Regions from separate parts of the Sus scrofa genome. Here region 2 is linked to region 1. A link is a contact called in public HiChIP or PLAC-seq data. All regions are on one chromosome and are shown on one strand. The core of a region is the stretch at or near the end of the contact, and the rest is flanking DNA. Distances in the headings are between cores, read along the strand shown.

Region 1 (3,526 bases), core at 624-3,123:
GCACATGTGAAGGAGCTGGGGAGGGATTTATGCTTAGAACACAGAGTTCTTGATGGAATCAGCACGACCCAGGTTTCCTGATTTTCCAGGCTAGTATTCCTTATCATTTTGCTTTTCTCATGTAACGGGATATGAATGTGAAGATAAACTGAAATGATATCCTTACTCAGGGTGTAGCTTACAAAACTAAAACTAAATCATCCTTTACCTTGTTTTATCTGGGTACTAAAGATACTATTGTTAATTTAAGTTTGCATCCCAGTAATTTCTTCAACAGCTACCTTTGGGAAGTAATTTACTAAAATAAAATTGAGGTTGAGGAGCTGAGGAGAGGGAGTAGAATAAAATAAAGCTCTTCTGAAGTACTTGGGAAAATATTTTTTTCAAGTAGCAAATGTTTAGAGGTAAAAAAGTATGTCTTATCAGTGAAGTAGAACATGTAGGAGTTCCACTTGGCAATGCCATTGAAAATTTTAGCCCCATTTAAATTTGTTGTGGCTGATGCTTCTTTTTGTATATTTAGATAAGATCCTCCTTAATAATTTTGAATTCTCAAGGTTCTTATCTCTATTATACTAATATGTGAAAAGAGATAGTACAATTTGAAGAAGAGGTACAAATTTTCCCTTACTTTGCTAACTTCTGAAAAAATTACTAGAAATTACAATTATAGGTGTCTATGTATTTTATAGATTTAGAGATAGATGTTATAGTATCAAGCCTCTGTAATTTCTTAGTGTTCTGAAGAGTACATATCTCTGCATGTGTGTATATGTGTGTATGTTTGTTTTAGAGCATCTTAATTTCGGCTCTATGAGACTTCGTTACTATGTTACTACAGTTGAAGGAAATGTAAGAATATATTTGGTACCCATACAGTGTGATACCCAAACTATTAGCATTTTCAAAAAGTTGGCTTTTATTTTAATACATGCACAATTTGTGTTTATTCATCCTGACATGAGTAGTCACCGAAGAGCAATCTTCAAAATTGTGTTGCTTCCAGGAACATCAGCTGGAGTGCTCTGGCATTTCACTGACCTTGCCTTGCAAGGTGGGTGGGGGCAGTGATGAATGGCTTTAGACTGCTTCAGAGAATAAGATTACAGATTGATCGTGGGGTGGGCCAGTTATCTTTGTTCATTTCATGACCTTGGAATGCACCTCTAACCTTAGCTTTTCTCTCAAATGCTTTCACATAGCTATCATCACTGACAGAAAAACCAATGCATATCACAGGTCTCTTTGATAGAGGCTGGTGGTGTCTTCCTGGCAAAGAAGCAACCCTCATATATCACACAGAAGCAGTACAGAAGTGACAGGTCCCCCCATGCAAAAGATCTCTTTAGATATCTCAGCAAACATAGAAGTCTGAATAGACTGAAGCTAAAGGAATGATTTGTTAAATATCAAGGAATTTTTCAAATGTATGAGCCACTATTACTACGTGCCAGGGGTCTATACCAGTAAGTAGCCTGAGGACCTTCTAACAGGTACATACTCTACTGCCTTAAAAAAACAAAACAAAACAAAACAAAAAACTTCCTCAAGTTATTTAACTTCCTTGTACATCGAGTAGTGGAGACAGTTGCACAAGACATATTATTTGGATAAGTGGATTGAATGGAGGAAGTCTGCTTGCCTAGCATGTCTCTTGAGTCTTTGGATGAGAGTCTAGCAGTCCATCACCTTCCTTTCACACTTGAGCATAGCAAGGCCCAGAGGGCTCTTAGTAGAGGTCATTGTGAACTGGAGTAATCTTGAGGTAGCTTTAAGCAGCAGATAAGGCTTGAACCATAGGTGGATGTCCTAGGAAAGAGGAGGAGAGTGACAAGAGCAATGTTTCAGTGGTCACATGCTTCTGGAGAGTTGTGACACCACTTAGGAGGGTGCATTGTGTTGGCAGAATAGGAAATACATTTATAGGCATGGTGACTACAGGATCTGCTTGACTTGAGAAATGTTCTGAGGTACAGCATATAATATTTAGCCTATATACAGTAGTAGAAAATATCTAAGTGATAACTTTAGTGTATTTTATAGCTTTTCTGGGATACTTAGTGAAAATGCTCAGCACCAGCCCTTGTTCAGAGGGAGGCTATTCAGGCCTCCTTCTGGAGTTTCTGATTTAGTAGCTCTGAGGCTCAATTGAGGGATTTGTATTTTTAAACAGCTTTACTGAGAAATAATTTACATCATAAGTTTATTCATTTGAGATGTAAAATTCAATATATTTTTTAAACATATTGGCAAGATTGAATAGCCATCACTACTCGCAAATTCTGGAACATTTTTGTACTTTGTCAAAGAAACCTGTACTACCTATTAGCAGTTACCCCCCCACCCCCGCCCCCATCTTGGTGGCTCCAGCCAATCACCAGTCTACTTTCTGTCTCTAAAAATTCACCTATTACGGACATTTCATAAAAAGGAAGTCATTTAATATGTGTCCTTTTATGACTGGCTTTTCCAGCTTAGCATAATATTTCCACAGTGTATCCATATTCTACCTTGTGTCATACTTCATTCCTTTATACTGCCAAAGAAGTTTCCATTGCGTGGGTATACCATATCTTATTTATTCTAAAGTCGATAGATGTTTGGGTAGTTTCTCCTTTTTTGACATTTATGAGTAACCCTGCTGTGAACATTGGTGAGGAATCTACATTCCTAAACAAGTACCCCACCTGATTCTGTTGCAGTAGTTCCTACGTCATACCTGGAGAAACACTAACTGGAACAGTAAGCTCACTCAGTAGATCCACGGCTTCCACAGAGCAGAGTCCCTCATTCCATATCTCTCATGAGTGCTGCTCTGGCTTCTGCTTGAGGATTCCCTGGTTTGTGAGACCCAGTAGTGGCCTCATAGAAGTGACATTTCGGAAGAAGTTACATAGTCTGTGTGCAGGAGAGGGTGGAGGGAAGCAGGAGGCAAGAGAGAGATGAGAGGAGTTCCTGTTGTGGCTCAGTGGTTAACGAATTCGACAAGGAACCGTGAGGTTGCGGGTTCGATCCCTGGCCTTGCTCAGTGGGTTAAGGATCCGGCATTGCCGCGAGTTGTGGTGTAGGTTGCAGACGCGCGGCTCAGATCCCACGTTACTGTGGCTCTGGCATAGGCCAGTGGCTACAGCTCCGATTTGATCCCTAGCCTGGGAACCTCCATATGCAGTGGGATTGGCCCAAGAAATGGCAAAAAGACAAAAAAAAAAAAAAAAAAAAAAAAAAAAAGAGAGAGAGATAAGAGGCAGCATAAGTGGTTCCAGACATTTCCAGAGTCTAAAAGTGATTTGATTCCTGAACTAAGGTGCTGCTCCTGGTGGTGGTGATAATGGAAAGGAAGAGTCAGAGGTGACAGACTTTATGAAAGGAAGAATCCTTTCAATAGCAGTGATTTTAAAATATTCAACAGTTTATATTTTTAACTGACTCAGACACAGTTATGTCTAATTCTGACCTTATCTATTCCTATCATCCTGTTATTCCAAATAAATGTGTTTTTACCGACTGTTTGAAGAGGAAATCCGGG
Region 2 (3,526 bases), core at 402-2,901, 230 kb after region 1:
TACCTTTGTTTGTTCTCAGTTAGCAGCTACTTATAAACATATTTTACTTTAAAAATTAGTTTCATTTTATGAAAGAAATCAAATACTTTTTATACTTTGATACCAGTTTTCAAATAAGCAAACCCATCCGTATTGACTTTTCTGCTGGAACGTTATTGCATTATGTGTATAAACAGATACCAAAGAGAGGAGAAACCTGATTACTTGTGGAAGTCCTTTGAAAGGTTATTTAATTTGCTCACTCCTGAGGCTTTAGGCCATGCCATACCTAAACCATGCCCAAAAGACTTTTGCTTGACTATATTTAAAAATCTCTGAGTTCCCATTGTGTTTCAGTGGTTAATGAACCCGACTAGTATCCATGAGAATGTGAGTTCGATCCCTGGCCTCACTGAGTGGGTTAAGGATCCCATGTTGTGGTGAGCTGTGGCACAGGTCTCAGACACAGCTCGGATCCTGTGTGGCTGTGGCCGACAGCTGTAGCTCTGATTTGACCTCTAGCCTGGGAACTTCTGTATGGCACAGGTGCAGCCCTAAAAAGCAAAAAAAAAAAAACAAGACAAACAAACAAAAAAAACTCCCCACGATCCTCTATAACTTTTGGGATAGCATTCTTAGAAAGTCTTAAATCAGTATAAAATGTTACTCCATAAGATGAAGTAATTTCATTGCCATTGATTAGCAATTTTGGTGGATCCTTATCCTCAGCAGTCTTGTTACATTTTTAGCTTCTATAGGAATAATTAAAAAATCTATTTAGAGAGGCCTTACTTTATTAGACGGCTTTGAGGGGAAAAGCATGTGGAAAGTAGAAGGCTTTACTCAGGCATAAACACTGGTTTATGTTAACTAACCAGTTAAACACTGGTTTTGTATACTAGCATGCATACTTCTGCTCCCTTATCTCCTGGCTGTTTATAGTGCAGGAGGAATTTGTAAAAGTTTACCAAAAAACTTTATATTGTAAACACATATGGACATCAAAATAGATGAGTCTAATACCACATAACAAATTACCTCAAAACTTAATATCTTAAAGCAGTCACTTTCTTACCTCATGGATTCTGGGTTGGCAATTTGGACAGGGCCCTGGGGGGTTAACTGGTCTGTGTCCCACAAGTTCTGGAGCTTCACCTGGGAGGGTCATTGGCTAGGGGCTGGAACCTTCTGGCAGGGACCTTGCTCACAAGTCTAGCATCACTACTGTCTTGGGTGGGACCTCGTCTCAGGCTCTCTCACACCATGGCAGCCTCAGGGGAGTCAGAATTGCAAAAGTGAGTGTTCCCCCCTTTTCAGACCTAGCCTTAAAAGTCACATACACAGCTTCTCAGATACAGAGGGTTACTCACCCACCTACGTTTAAGGGAAAGGGTTTTGTTCCTCACTGAATGGGGAATCAGAGAATGTTTGGACATGTTTAAAATTGTCACCATGTGACATAGGCTCTCTTGACTCTTTTAGTCCATTCATCTTTTTACCTTTATCTTTGCGTAGCACATATGGTGTTTTAGGTCCTATGCTCTAAGACTGTTAGATCCAAGGTCGTGGACTTTGAAAGTACAACTTAACTCTTTTCCTACCCCTGCTCTCCTCTGAGTGTTCTGGGAAGAGGGGAAGGAAGGCAGATGTGCAGCCAGAGATGTGGTGCTATGACAGACCTCAGACCTCATGCCAGCTCAGCTCTGCTAGCCTGTGAGCCCTGACTCAGTGGTGCTCAAACATGACACCATCAGATGGAAGAGCTCACTGCCTGCTCCTGTAATGGTAAGGAGAGGGAACCCATGAGAAAAACAGCATTCCTGCCAATTAATGTCTCTGTCTCTGTTGTCACCCTTCATGTGTCCTCTTCTGGGTGACTTGCAGGTCAGCGAAGTATTCCCTCCCCTGTTTTTGAAGGGATAATTAACATATTATTTATGATCTTATTTATATTTTTTAATTTATATTTTTTAACTAGAGTAGAAAGATTCAAGTAGGTTATAAAAGGGCAGAAGATAAAATGAGAAAATAGAGACTATATTCCTTAAAATATTTTAAACCTTTTATTTCTATTTTACCCCCAAATTTCATTTAAAAGAGTGAAATAATGTTTGATAGGCATTCCCTTGGGGTGGGGGGGAGGAATATCTTTGTCCCTGAAGTTTATATTAACACATCTTGAAAAATGTTTCCAAGGGTGAGTCACTGTCTGCTGTGTAGCCCCATGAGTTACATTTCACACACTCCCCCACGCTGCCTTCTCTCGCCCCTGCCTCCTAAGACTGGGCGCCTTCATAGTCTGGCAAAAAGCTGGCATTCTTGAGAATGTAGCAGGAACCTTGTGGGACCTAGAAGAATATCTGGACTCTGAGTATTATTAGGACTTGTCATCAAATGTGTGACTCTTCTAGAAAGGGAGTAGGGATGAGAATGGAGCAGGGGCAGATGCCAGTGGAGTGTTTAGTATTCTGGGACTTTCCCCTGAAGGTGGTGCCTCCCTTTATTGTGTGAATCTAGAACCGAAAAGAGGCACTTGTTCACCAAGGATCAGGTAAATGAGACTAACAGACTAGGTCCAGTGAACTCTGTGGTCAGTAGAATTGCGGTGGCATTGGGGACCGGGCTGCCTAAGACAGGCTGGAGGGAATGGAGATGGAGCCAGTCTAGAGGGGTCTAGGATGTAGATAACAGGCAGTGTATTTCTGTTCAATGGTAAGAGAGCTGATAGAAGCAAAGCAGTGAGCTCAGGATGAGGGAAGTACTAATCTGATATCTGCCGTGTGTATAATTCAAATTCAGCTGCTAGCAAATGGAGTGCTTTTCTGGGGAGCAATTTTCACCAGAAGAAGAGGACAAACACCCTGGGGCCCGAGCAGAAAACACTTCCATTTGTCGTAAGGCCCAGGGTGTTGACTGGGTGCTCTCAGACTAGATCTAGGTGTAGGATGATGGCAGATCTGCAAGAACTGAATTCATTTATGCGAAAAAAGGAACACAGCTGCAAAAGGAAGCAATGCAGGCTTGTAATGCCTCACTCCATCCCAGAGTGAGCACCTTGAGGTCTGTTAGCACATGGTTGGTTTGTACTCCAAGATTTCTTCACATTTCTAATAAAATTAACCTTGTCCTTGAATGAACTCAGTGCATGTGGCAGAAAAAGCATTTGGACATGCCCAAGATTATGAAAGGGAAACAAGCCAGAGAACCCTGAAAATCTGCCCTTTTTAGCTTTGGTCACTGACAGTAGAAAGTTAGTCCAGAACATGCTGGGGTGTTATATGGCTTCATATCCCATGAGGTCAGAGCCCAGTGGCTAGGTCTGTTCCAGGATAATGAAGGGTTTGGGCTTCTAGCCTCCATCCCCTCTTTCTTTAATTAGGGTGAAGTTTCCTTTTCTTCCCCAGGAGAACAGGAGCTCTAGTGCTCAACTCAGGAAGGTTCTGATCCCAATTTCTCCCATCCTGCACATCCCTGATCCCCCAAGGTGTGGATTCCAAGTGCTATCAGGCATCCAAACCTTAGATCTTCCCTTATAGACCAGCCTCTC

What was found. HiChIP or PLAC-seq counts read pairs in DNA pulled down with a chosen protein or histone mark.
Region 2: a contact with region 1 is called in an H3K27ac HiChIP or PLAC-seq map of alveolar macrophages. The contact joins two enhancer-like sites. A contact is called at or near these places in 2 of 47 Hi-C or Micro-C datasets (embryonic fibroblasts and epiblast stem cells) and 2 of 2 datasets of contacts at active chromatin or transcription factors (alveolar macrophages and skeletal muscle).

What each region holds. Positions count from the first base shown.
Region 1 is chr13:110,635,113-110,638,638 of Sscrofa11.1, forward strand. The region is part of intron 1 of FNDC3B (fibronectin type III domain-containing protein 3B); the gene reads left to right. Among named protein-coding and RNA genes, the nearest start is that of FNDC3B, 49 kb to the left of the region's middle. Within about 2 kb of position 1,874, at least 6 of the 83 cell types and tissues checked have an H3K27ac peak or open chromatin away from gene starts, as enhancers often do. A contact at or near this core is called in alveolar macrophages, where this site is marked.
Region 2 is chr13:110,860,905-110,864,430 of Sscrofa11.1, forward strand. All of the region lies in intron 11 of FNDC3B (fibronectin type III domain-containing protein 3B), which reads left to right. Among named protein-coding and RNA genes, the nearest start is that of GHSR, 130 kb to the right of the region's middle. Within about 2 kb of position 1,652, at least 11 of the 83 cell types and tissues checked have an H3K27ac peak or open chromatin away from gene starts, as enhancers often do. A contact at or near this core is called in alveolar macrophages, where this site is marked.